Linked DNA regions of Sus scrofa: regions 1 and 3 are each linked to region 2. Evidence: chromatin contacts called from public HiChIP or PLAC-seq data. All regions are on one chromosome and are shown on one strand. The core of a region is the stretch at or near the end of the contact, and the rest is flanking DNA. Distances in the headings are between cores, read along the strand shown.

Region 1 (3,850 bases), core at 371-2,870, 180 kb before region 2:
TCTGGCTTCCCCTCCTATAAAATGTCATTAGACTCTTGTTGCAGGTGGCAAGAATGCAAAGCACTATAGCAGGTGTTCATTCTGAGTCACAAGGATCATTCTGAATCTTTGCAATCTTCACTCATCTGTTTCTGGCTCCAGCCCCTAAAGTAGTTCTTATATAAGTGCCTTGTTTTACAGGCGAGGAAGTAGAGATGCAAAGAACTGTAAAGTCATGCTCCAGGGCCTGGGTTCGAGTCCCAGCTCTGTGACTTTGGGCAAATTGCTCACTGTTTCTCTGATTCTCAGTTCCCCATGGGGAAGACTGAGGCACTGTCTGGGGAGGACCCAATCAGGGGTTGGGGTCCAGGCCAGTCTCGGCCTCACTGGGTACGGAAACAATCCTTCCTCCACTTCCCCAACCTTTTGCCTTGGGACACCTCAGGGTCTTAACTAGTGCTGTTCCCTCTGCCTTCCAGCTTCTCCCTAAGGTTGTCCTCAGAACACCTCTCCCCACAAGGGCCAGCTGCTCAGGCAGGTGACCCACTGCCCTACAACTGCTTTTTCCACTTAATACGATATCTTGGCGGTCTTTCCATGTCAACAAAGCATCCCAGGATCTGCAGGGTTATTTACTGAACCATTCTGTCTTTTTGGGTAATTTCCAAATTTTGCTGCAATTTCCAATCCTTTTACTTACATAATCTGCACTCCACATTCCAATGGGCTTTTGTTTTAGAGTTTCTGATTTGAGCAAGGAAACATTTTAGGGTCTAACAAATTGCATTTGTTATGCTGTTTTCTATTTTTCTCTGTATGTGTGAAATGGTCCACCATGAAGAAAAAAGAAGGAAAGGAGAAAATACCATGCACTGTTCCTCCTGGGGACGTTCACGGTCCTCCCCACCCTTGTGGTTACACACAGCATCTCCCCCGAAGAGGTTCATGAGATGTTGACCCACCATCCCCAGCTTACAGAGAACCATGTGACCCAGGTTCTGCTCATCAGAACCTGCCAACCCACAATGGCTGCTTTAGGGGCATGAGATCCAAACTCAACCAATCAGAGGCCGCCTTGAGATGCTGGCTAGAGTGATGGGGAATTGGCAGAGGGAATAACTGGGCCATTGGTCTGAGTCTAGGGCCCCTGAGGCCACAACAGGGGAGACTGCTGAGGAGACAACCCATCAAGGAGGAAAAAAAGAAACAAAACATTGTTCAGGTGCCTGGATTAAGCTACACCTGAAGGTAGACCCATAAACTTTCCATTTAAATTTTCTTGTTGAAGGTTCCAGCCCCTTACACTCCATTTTTTTGTCACTTGTATGCAACAGTCTTTCCAGCTGTCCCTACTCATCAACAATATTCTACTTAAAGGGTGTCAAGCCCCAGAGTCACAGCAATGTGGACAAGGGCGTTGGATGACCTTCCCCCCCACCCGACCTCAGCTCCAAGTTGCAGGAGGAAGGGAAAGAAGGGAGGGGCAGAAAATGAGGAAGTGGGTTGTTTACAAACTGGGCTTGCTCTCCAGCTGCTGTTGCGAAACTCTGGGGCTGGAAGGGCACTCTGGGAGACTGGGCTGGGGGTCAGGGTGGGTGGGTGGGTGGGTCCATCCCTCTGCTCTGCCCACCGCCCATCCTGAGGGGCTCTTCCCACAGAATGACAGAGGTGGCAGGCAGGTCCAGCAGCCCATCTACTCTTGGTACAAAGTCTAGGGGAAGATAATCACAGCACTGTGGCGGGGGAAGTGGGGGGAGAGAAGGGCGTGGACGGCTTCCCTTTGTTCAGCTGGGCCACTGCCCACTTGGCAGATAGGACCTGTGGGAGCTCCCCCCCCACCCCGTTCCACCCTCATAAAAGAACCCCAGAGCCCTGCCCTGGGCCATTGTTGAGGCCACAGCAGCATCATGGCAGACCGCTCCGGGCACCTGGCAGCCCTGATCCTCCTCGGAGCAGCTGTATGTGGTGAGTGGACCCGGGACTGGGGTGCCAGCTGGGGGCCCCTAGCCTGCAGCGCAGTCAGCCATGGACCCCTCCGCTCAAGAGGATGGCCCTCCAGCCCCACTAGGTGGGCAGAGAGGGGGCAGGGTCCACATGAACAGAAGGCTCTGAAAACCAAGCAATTCTCAAAACTTTGAATCTAGTGAGTTCAGAGAGCCTCTGGTTCTACAACAGAAAGCCCAGGCTGGGAGCAAACGGCTGGCAGGATGTTGGGTCTGATCAGCCCCACTTGTCTGTGTCTATATTGAAGTTCTAGGGCCCAGTGTGTAGGTACGCGGAGTCTGCCCCAGACTGTCACTCCCCACCGCCCGGTCTGTCTTCTTCAGCATCCCTCCCTGGGCCCCCAGAGTTTGCAACTCTTTGGGGAGGATCCCAAGGAAGGAATTTCAGTCTGAGGGTGCCAGAGCCGCTCTCTTAGAGGGAATCTGAGGTCTGGGCTGCAGTCACCCTCACTCGGACCTGCATCCTCCAGTGGCACAGCCCCGTGGCCGGATCCTGGGTGGCCAGGAGGCCAAGTCCCACGAGAGACCCTACATGGCATCGGTGCAGGTGAACGGCAAGCACGTGTGCGGAGGCTTCCTGGTGTCTGAGCAGTGGGTGCTGAGTGCAGCACACTGCCTGGAGGACGTGTGAGTGGCCCAGGACCAAGAGCGGAATGGGGGAATTGGGTGTCGGGTGGGGACATGGCTCTGATGTGAGCCCACTCCACTTCCAGGGCCGAGGGGAAGCTGCAGGTTCTCCTGGGTGCGCACTCCCTGTCACAGCCCGAGCCCTCGAAGCGCCTGTACGACGTGCTCCGCGCCGTGCCCCACCCAGACAGCCAGCCTGACACCATCGACCATGATCTCCTCCTGCTGAAGGTCTGCTAAGTCTAGCCGCAGTCCCTCCAGCTGCACTGGGGGCTGCGCTGCCCCTAACGCTCGCTTCCGCCCCCACCCTCAGCTCTCCGAGAAGGCCGAGCTGGGCCCTGCCGTGCAGCCCCTTGCCTGGCAACGAGAGGACCACGAGGTTCCGGCAGGCACGCTCTGCGACGTGGCCGGCTGGGGAGTGGTCAGTCACACTGGCCGCCGGCCCGACCGTCTGCAGCACCTGCTCCTACCGGTGCTGGACCGCACCACCTGCAACCTGCGCACATACCACGATGGCACCATCACCGAGCGCATGATGTGCGCGGAGAGCAACCGTCGGGACAGCTGCAAGGTGCGAGGGCGGGAGGGCTGAGAGGGGGCGGGCATGTGGGGAGCTTAGAGAGTGGCCAGGCTCTACAGCGTGAGCGTGGCCTGAGAAGTGAGGGCTGGGTGGGCGTGGCAGAGTTGAGAGGGGAGGTGGGATCTGGGAGAGGGTGCAGATAAAGACAAAGCCAGGGCGGGCATGGAGAGGGCTAGGAATGGGGCAGGGTCGGAGGCGGGGGCTGCTGAACTCAGACAAAGGGCGGAGTAAAGCTTGAGGGGCAGAGCTGAAAGTTGGGAGGCGGCGCCTTGATGGGCTGGGCCTGGGAAGATTGCTGAGCGAGAGAGCCTGTTGGGGCTGTAGGGATGAGCGGAATTGCAGCAGGTTCAGGTTGAGCCTGGCCTGGACCCAGCTCTCAAGCCCCCGCCCCACGCAGGGCGACTCCGGAGGCCCGCTGGTGTGCGGGGGTGTGGCCGAGGGAGTGGTTACCTCAGGCTCCCGAGTCTGCGGCAACCGCAAGAAACCCGGCATCTACACGCGCTTGGCGAGCTACGTGGCCTGGATCGACGGAGTGATGGCTGACAGCGCAGCCGCCTAAGGAGGACCTAAGGGACAGGGCGGTGGTCACCAGGCTTAGCAATAAAGTCATCCATTCCTGCATCTGAACCTTTTATTATTATTTTTTTTAATGGCCACACCA
Region 2 (3,635 bases), core at 1,030-3,529:
AACAGAAAGACACATAGAAAACAGATTTGTGGTTGCCAACGGGGAGGGGACTGAGGGATTTTGGGATTAGCAAGCACAAACTCTTTTTTTTTCTTTCATGGATCCTAGTCGGGTTCATTAACCACTGAGCCACAAAGAGAACTCTCAGATGCAAACTCTTATATGCATACGGTGGATATACAACAAGGTCCTACTGTACAGCACAGAAAACTATATTCAATATCCTATAATAAACCATAACGGAAAAGAATTTGAAAAAGAATAATTATGTGCATGTAACTGAATCGCTTTACGATACACCAGAAAAGAACATAACATTGTAAAACATAATTCAATAAAGTAAATCTTAAAAGTGCCCTCTGGGTCTGCTCAGCAGGCATTTTCTGCACTCTCCCTTGCCTGGAGGCACACCAGGGTGGGCCCCCAAGGTGCTTGTGACCCAGCATGGTCCCCTACCTTTGGGGTTGAGAGCCAGGCTGCCTCAGTGGAGGCACTACATACAGCAGAGAGGCAGAAGGATGAGGGGTACAGACTGCGTGTCAGGGCAGGTGGCTGCTGCTGCCCTGAGCAGGCCCTCACCTGGGAAGAAGACGAACATCTGGTCGGTGGGGTCGTCATTATGGGCCACCAGCACCGTGAGGTCTGTGCGACGCGGCCGCCCTTCACTGGGCTTGTCCCCAAACTGGGCCTTGAACTCCTCCAGCGTCTGGTCCAGCTCGTCCTGGGTCACCAGGTAGCCACGGTCGTGGCAAAGCTGCAGAGAAAAAGAATCAGGTGACCAAGGTGCAGAGAGAACAGCAAAGGCTCAGGGTGCTCAAGGCCACTGCAGGGAAGATGGGAGCAGGGCTGGGATGTGAGGAGGGCTGTTGATTCCAAGGCCAGGCCCTTGGGTCTGGGGCAGAAAAGGACAGCTGTCTGGGAGAGGTGCTGCTGGGCTGCCTGGGGCAGAAGGCTATTGGAAAACCAGGCCAAGGCCTGGGGGCCAGCAGATCTAGGTCCTGACTCAGAAACTGGGATTCTTTGAGTGGACAGACCGGATGACCACCCAGACAAAGAGAAAGCCACCCACTCTGCCGGAATCCCCTTTCTTCAGCCAAGTACCCCACAGCTGGACTCTCCCTCTTTTTTTTTTTTTCCTCCCTTTTTGCCATTTCTTGGGCCGCTCCCACGGCATATGGAGGTTCCCAGGCTAGGAGTCTAAACCGAGCTGTAGCCACCAGCCTACACCAGAGCCACAGCAACGCAGGATTCCAGCCAAGTCTGTGACCTACACCACAGCTCACTGCAACGCCGGATCCTTAACCCACTGAGCAAGGCCAGGGATCGAACCCGCAACCTCATGGTTCCTAGTTGGATTTGTTAACCACTGAGCCACAACAGGAACTCCCGGACTCTCCCTCTTGAGCGCTCACTCTTCTCACCCAGGGCCCGCGACACGGTCAGCCTGAAGCAACGCTGTTCCTACCCTGTCTTTGGGTAGCACTGCAAGGAGGTGGAGAATATGGGTGCCACTGCCCCAGCTTAGTCCAGGCAGGATCCCCGCCGTGGCGAGGGTGGGTGGTCTTAGTCAAGGCCCGAAGCCTCCGTGGGATCACAATCGCCCCCTCCCGTGGAGTAGCCTAAAGCACGTGGCACACAGAGAACGCTTAGCTAGGGAGCTGGCATGACTTGGAGCCTATCAGCCCGAGTAGCTCAAAGTTGGTGGCCAGGGCGCGCTGTCAGGGCAACCAGACAGCATTGAGACCAGCTAACCAGGGATCCTTCCATATCCACAATCCTGGAATACTGTATCAGGCCCTCAAAACAGTGCCATAACTTTCCGGAAAGAGGAACACGCGAGGCCAATTCCCTCCCTCCAGCTCCAGCGAAACCCTGACCCTCTCCCCGGCGTCTCTCGGACTCGCCACTCAGCAGTGGTCGGCGGGGCCCCTCTGTCCCCGGCCCAATACGGGCCCCACCTGGGCCAGAACCTTCCCCTGAGCCGCGCGGCCAGACATAGAAAAGCTCGTTCCCATCTTCGGGCCTCGCGCTGGCCGTCCGCGCGCCGGACAGCGTTCGCTTAGTACTAAGGGCAGCCCCCGCGCGTCTCACCTGCATGATGGTCTTACGGATCTTCCAGAGCCGGTATGTCTCCTCCTCGTCGTCCATGGCTGCCGCCCCCCTCGAACTTACAGCGCCTGCGCTCGGCAAGACCCGTGCCCACTGCGCCTGCGCCGCGCCGCTGTCAGGCCCCCTCCACCTCGCCCAACCCTTACAGGGCTGTAGTCAGCTAAAGCCTGAATGCAGCGACCTTTGGGAGGGGCAGAGCCAAGGGCAGCCCGAGCCTTACTAAAGCGGCGGTTGGCTGCGCGAAAAGAGGGCAAACACCACTCACCCGCTCCTCGGTAGATCTCGCGTGGTTTTGAATGCAAGGCCTCTCTGGAGGCGTAGTTTCTGCTCAACGCCCGCCTAGGGAGGACGTTTAGAATCCAGCGAGGCAGATTCTTAGCAACATGGATGGACGTAGAAACTATCATGCTAAGTGAAGTCAGCCATACAATGAGACACCAACATCAAATGCTTTCACTGACATGTGGAATCTGAAAAAAGGACAGACTGAACTTCTTTGCAGAACAGATGCTGACTCACAGACATTGAAAAACTTATGGTCTCCAGAGGAGACAGTTTAGGGGGTGGGGGGATGTAATTGGGCTGTGGGATGGAAATCCTGTGAAATCAGATTGTTATGATCATTATACAACTACAGATGTGATAAATTCATTTGAGTAATAAAAAAAAATTAAGGGGAAAAAAAAAATCCAGCGAGGCAGGAGTTCCAGCTGTGGGGCAGCGAACTAAGGATCCGTCGTTGTCCCTGCAGTGACTGGGGTCGCTCGCTGCGGAGGCGCGGGTTCGATCCCAGGCCCAGTGGGTTAAGGATCCAGCGTTGCCACAGCTGTAGCACAGATCACTCTTGCGGCTTGGATTCAGTCCCTGGCCTGGGAACTTTCATATGCTGAGGGGGTGCAGCAAAAAAAAAAAAAAAAATTCAGGTAGGCAGAAGCAAGGGGAGACTGAGGCCTTGACAGGGTCTTGGGTACGCTCGGTTCCCAGGATGTTCGTACTTACTAAGAGATGGTTCGTAGGTGTTTGTGTGATCAACTGCAGGGAGTTTTCTCAGTTGACTCAGGGCCATGTCCAACTTAATGCCCTAGATCCTCAGTTATCCACTTTGTACAGTGGAAATAATAAAGTGTCCCCGTCTTAGAGGATTAGCTGAGGACCTAAAGGGATTGTTAGCTTGGGAGGAGCTTGGCATAGCTCCCACTGCTTATGAAATGCACTCATCTCTGTTTTCCTAGTCCCCTGAGGCCCACCCCAGCCCCTGGATACCCCACAGCCCCCAAGATTGTGCATGTTTTTACAACCTCCACATCTGCCCACACACACACATACACCACCCCGGTTCATACAGGAGGTTTGCCCAGCCCAGTGCCCCTGTGTCAGTGGAGGCCATCAGTAACTTCTCACTCGGTAATACATTTATTCAATGATTCAATATTTATTTATTTATTTGTCTTTTGTCTTTTTTTTAGGGCTGCACCTGCAGCATATGGAGATTCCCAGGCTAGGGGTCTAATCAGAGCTGTAGCCAC
Region 3 (3,813 bases), core at 312-2,811, 160 kb before region 2:
CAAGGTCATACACAGAGGGCGGTCACCAGCTTCTGAGGGAGGGAGGACCAGTTTGTCACAGACGTTCATGCAGGGCCTCAGGGCCCAGAGCGCAGTGCTGGATGGTGGGTCACTGCAGGGACCCAAAGACTCAATCCCTGCTCTGTGTATGTCAGGGGAGCTATATCTGACACATGGATGGCCAGGGAGGCCTCCCAGCGTAGAAGTGAGGGATCCAGGAATGCAGCCTGGAGGAAGGATATCCCAGGCAGGGGGAACAGCCAGTGCAAAGGCCCAGAAGCTGGACCAAGCCCAGGGTCATCAAGGAGCGGCAGGGGGCCCATGTTGCTGGAACTGAGTGAGAGGAAGGGAGGGGTAAAGTGAGGGTGGGGTGGGTCATGCAGGGCCTGCGCTTTCACCCTGAGTGAGGTGGGAGCCCCAGGGGAGCTGAGACCTTCTTATGTTTCACACACCCCTCTGGCTGTCTGGAGAGAAAGGCTTAGGGACAGGGTGGGGGTGACCATGCCAGTCCAGGTGAACAATGATGGGGACCATGAAGCAGTGAGGAGAGGTGGGACTGCTCTATCCTTAGAGAAGCCTTTGGCAGAGGCAAGGAGGCAGGATGGGGGGCAGGCAGCAGCTTGGTGCAGCACTTCAAAGGTAACAACCGCAACGGAAACAATGAACATTTCCACCTGCTGTCTATGTGCCGGGCATTGATTACGGTTATTTTCACCGTTACCAGAACCCAATGAGACTGTATGACCAACCCATCTTTCTCAATCACTTCCCCCAGGCCTCCCGCTTCCTCAAGCCTTGGCCAGGAACCCCAAGGCCCTGCCCAGAGGCCCCTTCAGCAGTCTTTAAGCTCTGCCCTCAAAGCTCTCCAGCCCCGCCCCCTACAATATTTGCTTTCCAGACCCCAGTCCCAATTTGCCCCTTGTGTTCCCAGGGATAGCTTAAATTTGTTCTCTCCCCAGGGTCTCCCAAACAACTCGCCTCCCTATAACCACCTCCAAATTCCCAACCCTCCAAGTCCCGCCTCTTTTTGCCACTTCAGGCTCCACCCCAGGGACCACTACCCAATAGCCAGGTGCTGGTCTCCAGTGGCCGCCTTCCAGCCCACCAGAATCCCCAGGCCCCTCCCCAGGAAAATACAGCCTTAGACCTCCCAACCCCTGATCAGGTTCCAGGCCCAGCCCCGATTTTCCCCAGCTCGGAGTGCCCGGATTCCCAGACGCCTCAGACTTTCCCCCAAGTTTCCGTCGCGACCCCCCCCCCCCGCCCAACGTGCTCCCGGGCGCGTACCCAGCACCCCTTGCTCTCCAGGCCCGCCCTCTAACCCTACAGGCCCCGCCCCCGGCCCGCTAGTCGCCGCCGCGGCCGTAGGCACCGTCCTGAGGCCGGCCCAACGCCCAAGTCCCCAGTCCCCGCTCACCGGGACGGCCTGTTCTCCCAGCCGAGCGGACGGCCACGGCCTGCACTCCACCTATCGGCGCGGCTACGGCACCGCCATCTTCCCCGGATCAACGAGTCGCCCACGTAGCGCGGCCGTTTCCCGGAGACTTCTGGGACAGCAGCGGCTCCGGCCCCGCCCCACTACCGATATAATTTGCATACATACATTGATAGTTTCCCAACAGCCACCCGAATTATATTTCGTGAAAGAACACTTTCTCAACTTCAGTGAGTAGCCTCATTCTGTTAAGCTATTGTTGCACTGATATCAGAAAAGAAGAGACAAGTTACTGAGTATTTTTCTTCTAAACGGAATTCACCCTTAGCGTAAAGTATTTTATACTCCGCCCTATAAATAGCGGTCGGGTTAACCCCGGTGTCGTGCTCGCTTCGGCAGCACATATACTAAAATTGGAACGATACAGAGAAGATTAGCATGGCCCCTGCGCAAGGATGACACGCAAATTCGTGAAGCGTTCCATATTTTGCTTTTCCTTGCTTCTTTTCCCCGTAAGCAAGACGGCTTAACCAGTCGTGGGCTTCTCTGGATTCACTCGTCTCCCGCTATCAAAAGCTGGTTCTTTTTCTGTCGGGCTCTCCCCAGTTGGGAAAGTCTTTTCTAGGAAGACCTCCTGATATTTCGGGGAAGGTGTACTGGGCTGCAGTTAGCGCCTGGGCAAAGGTATGGGGGCCGGGCTCAGGGAATCGGAGTGGGAAGAAAACAGCCAGCTAGGGGCAGCCGCAGGACCGAGTCTGTGTGTCAGTGCAGGAGGCCTGTGGAGTCCCCTAGAGCCACCACACCCGCGCCCTGAAGTCCAGACTGGCCTCCAGGCACCAGAAATTCGGTCCCCTTCACAGGTGGGAGCCTCCAAGCTGGTTAATCCAGTATCTCCTGATGTCCTCTGAGCCATTTGGATTTCCATTATTTAGCATCTGTGTTTAAAACTTTTTAAAATGCCTGTTAAAATGGAACTCAGCACACTTAGCACCCAGTTCTTGGTTTCTAAACGTTGCCCCAGTGAAAGGAACTGGGCTCCTGGGCGAAATGCCTGGTTCTAGAAGGCAGCACAAATATGCAGAGGAGCCCGGTGCTCAAATAAATAAATACCCCGCCTCAGTGAGACAGGAATCACTGAAAGAGCTCCCAGTATCCAAACCTGGAACAATCTGAGCAACAAAATGAAAGGATATTGTGTTGTAACCCAAACAAGAAAGCGAATGTCCAGGCGTCTGTACTGATATAAACAGTTAAATAAATAAATACACAGGGGGAAAGAGACAAATGTCACCTGCAGGATTCCCAGTAATTGAGGCAGATAATCCATCTTCAGGGAAATGGAGATCAGGGTGAGGTTCAACAGTGAGGAGCCCTGTGGACAGCAGGGACCCCTGATTGGGGCCAGGTGAGAAGGGCAATCAGGATAAAAGCAGATAACCCAGGGTGACACAATTTAAAGACACTGGTAGGAGGCCGCATAAAGATGTAGGCAGAGGCTGGAGGGATGTGGCCAAGAGCCAAGGGAAGTCAGAGCCCCCAGAATCTGGAAGAGATGGGGAATACCCTCCCCTGGTGCCCCCAGAGGGAGCTCAGCCCTAAGTCTCCTTGATCTTGGCCTCCAGAACTGGAAGAGGCTAAATTCCTGTGGTTTTAAACTGCAGCGTGGTGTACTTTGTTCCAGCCACCCAGGAAGCTCACATGAGTGATCTTTTTGGAGGTCACAAAGCTGGGAAGTGGTGGAGCTGAGGTCTGAGCCCAGGCACCCGGGAGGGATTGAGCCACACAACAGAGCCAAAATGACCCTCTCAGTGACATCTGCCCTCCCTCCCACACCCCACACACCTGCCTCTACATGAGGTGTCAGTCGGTGCCAAGCCTCATACCCTGAGGCCTGCATCCCTTGATGACCAGGATCCAAGGGCACTGTGAGCATTCACGCACCCAGCCCTGCCCCAAAGGAAAACCCTGCAACTGGAGACCAGAGCACCAGAAATTTATTGAACTCTCCACTTTTTCCAAAGCACAACTAGCCACACACACAAGGCTGCGGGGGGGGGGGGGGGGGGCAGCCTCCCAGCTCTGCACTCACACGCCAGGTCAGGGGGACCCGCATGAGGACACCCAGAGCCAGGCTGGGGGGCGGTATACATGAGGGGACATGGAAAGGGGAACAAGACAGTCTGAGGGCGGAGGCTTCTGGCTGGAAGTCCCAGACCCCCAGTATGAAGGTAGGGGGTATCTCAGGGACACAGGACCCCCAAGGGCCACCACAGCGTGCCCAGGAAGACAGCACACAGTCCAAAAAAGGGGGTGAAACCAGCTCTAAGACGCAGCCTCTGTCCTGGGTCGCAGGGCACACGCACACACACGCGCACACA

Evidence for each region. HiChIP or PLAC-seq counts read pairs in DNA pulled down with a chosen protein or histone mark.
Region 1: an H3K27ac HiChIP or PLAC-seq map of alveolar macrophages shows a contact between it and region 2. The contact joins the promoter of CFD here to the promoter of POLR2E in region 2. A contact is called at or near these places in 1 of 47 Hi-C or Micro-C datasets (epiblast stem cells) and 1 of 2 datasets of contacts at active chromatin or transcription factors (alveolar macrophages).
Region 3: a contact with region 2 is called in an H3K27ac HiChIP or PLAC-seq map of alveolar macrophages. The contact joins the promoter of MED16 here to the promoter of POLR2E in region 2. A contact is called at or near these places in 1 of 5 promoter capture datasets (liver), 2 of 47 Hi-C or Micro-C datasets (epiblast stem cells and liver) and 1 of 2 datasets of contacts at active chromatin or transcription factors (alveolar macrophages).

What each region holds. Positions count from the first base shown.
Region 1 is chr2:77,509,758-77,513,607 of Sscrofa11.1, reverse strand. CFD (complement factor D) reads left to right here and starts at 1,620. Exons shown (of 5, transcript XM_013994801.1): 1 at 1,620-1,944; 2 at 2,453-2,609; 3 at 2,696-2,840; 4 at 2,923-3,180; 5 at 3,587-3,816. The coding sequence starts at 1,887. The coding sequence ends at 3,748. All of the region lies in intron 15 of MED16 (mediator of RNA polymerase II transcription subunit 16), which reads right to left.
Region 2 is chr2:77,329,399-77,333,033 of Sscrofa11.1, reverse strand. POLR2E (DNA-directed RNA polymerases I, II, and III subunit RPABC1) reads right to left here and starts at 2,279. Exons shown (of 7, transcript XM_003353962.4): 1 at 2,092-2,279; 2 at 580-754. The coding sequence starts at 2,148.
Region 3 is chr2:77,488,701-77,492,513 of Sscrofa11.1, reverse strand. MED16 (mediator of RNA polymerase II transcription subunit 16) reads right to left here and starts at 1,561. Exons shown (of 16, transcript XM_005661362.3): 1 at 1,418-1,561; 2 at 1-32. It overlaps R3HDM4 (R3H domain-containing protein 4), which reads right to left. Exons shown (of 8, transcript XM_003122984.3): 8 at 3,408-3,813.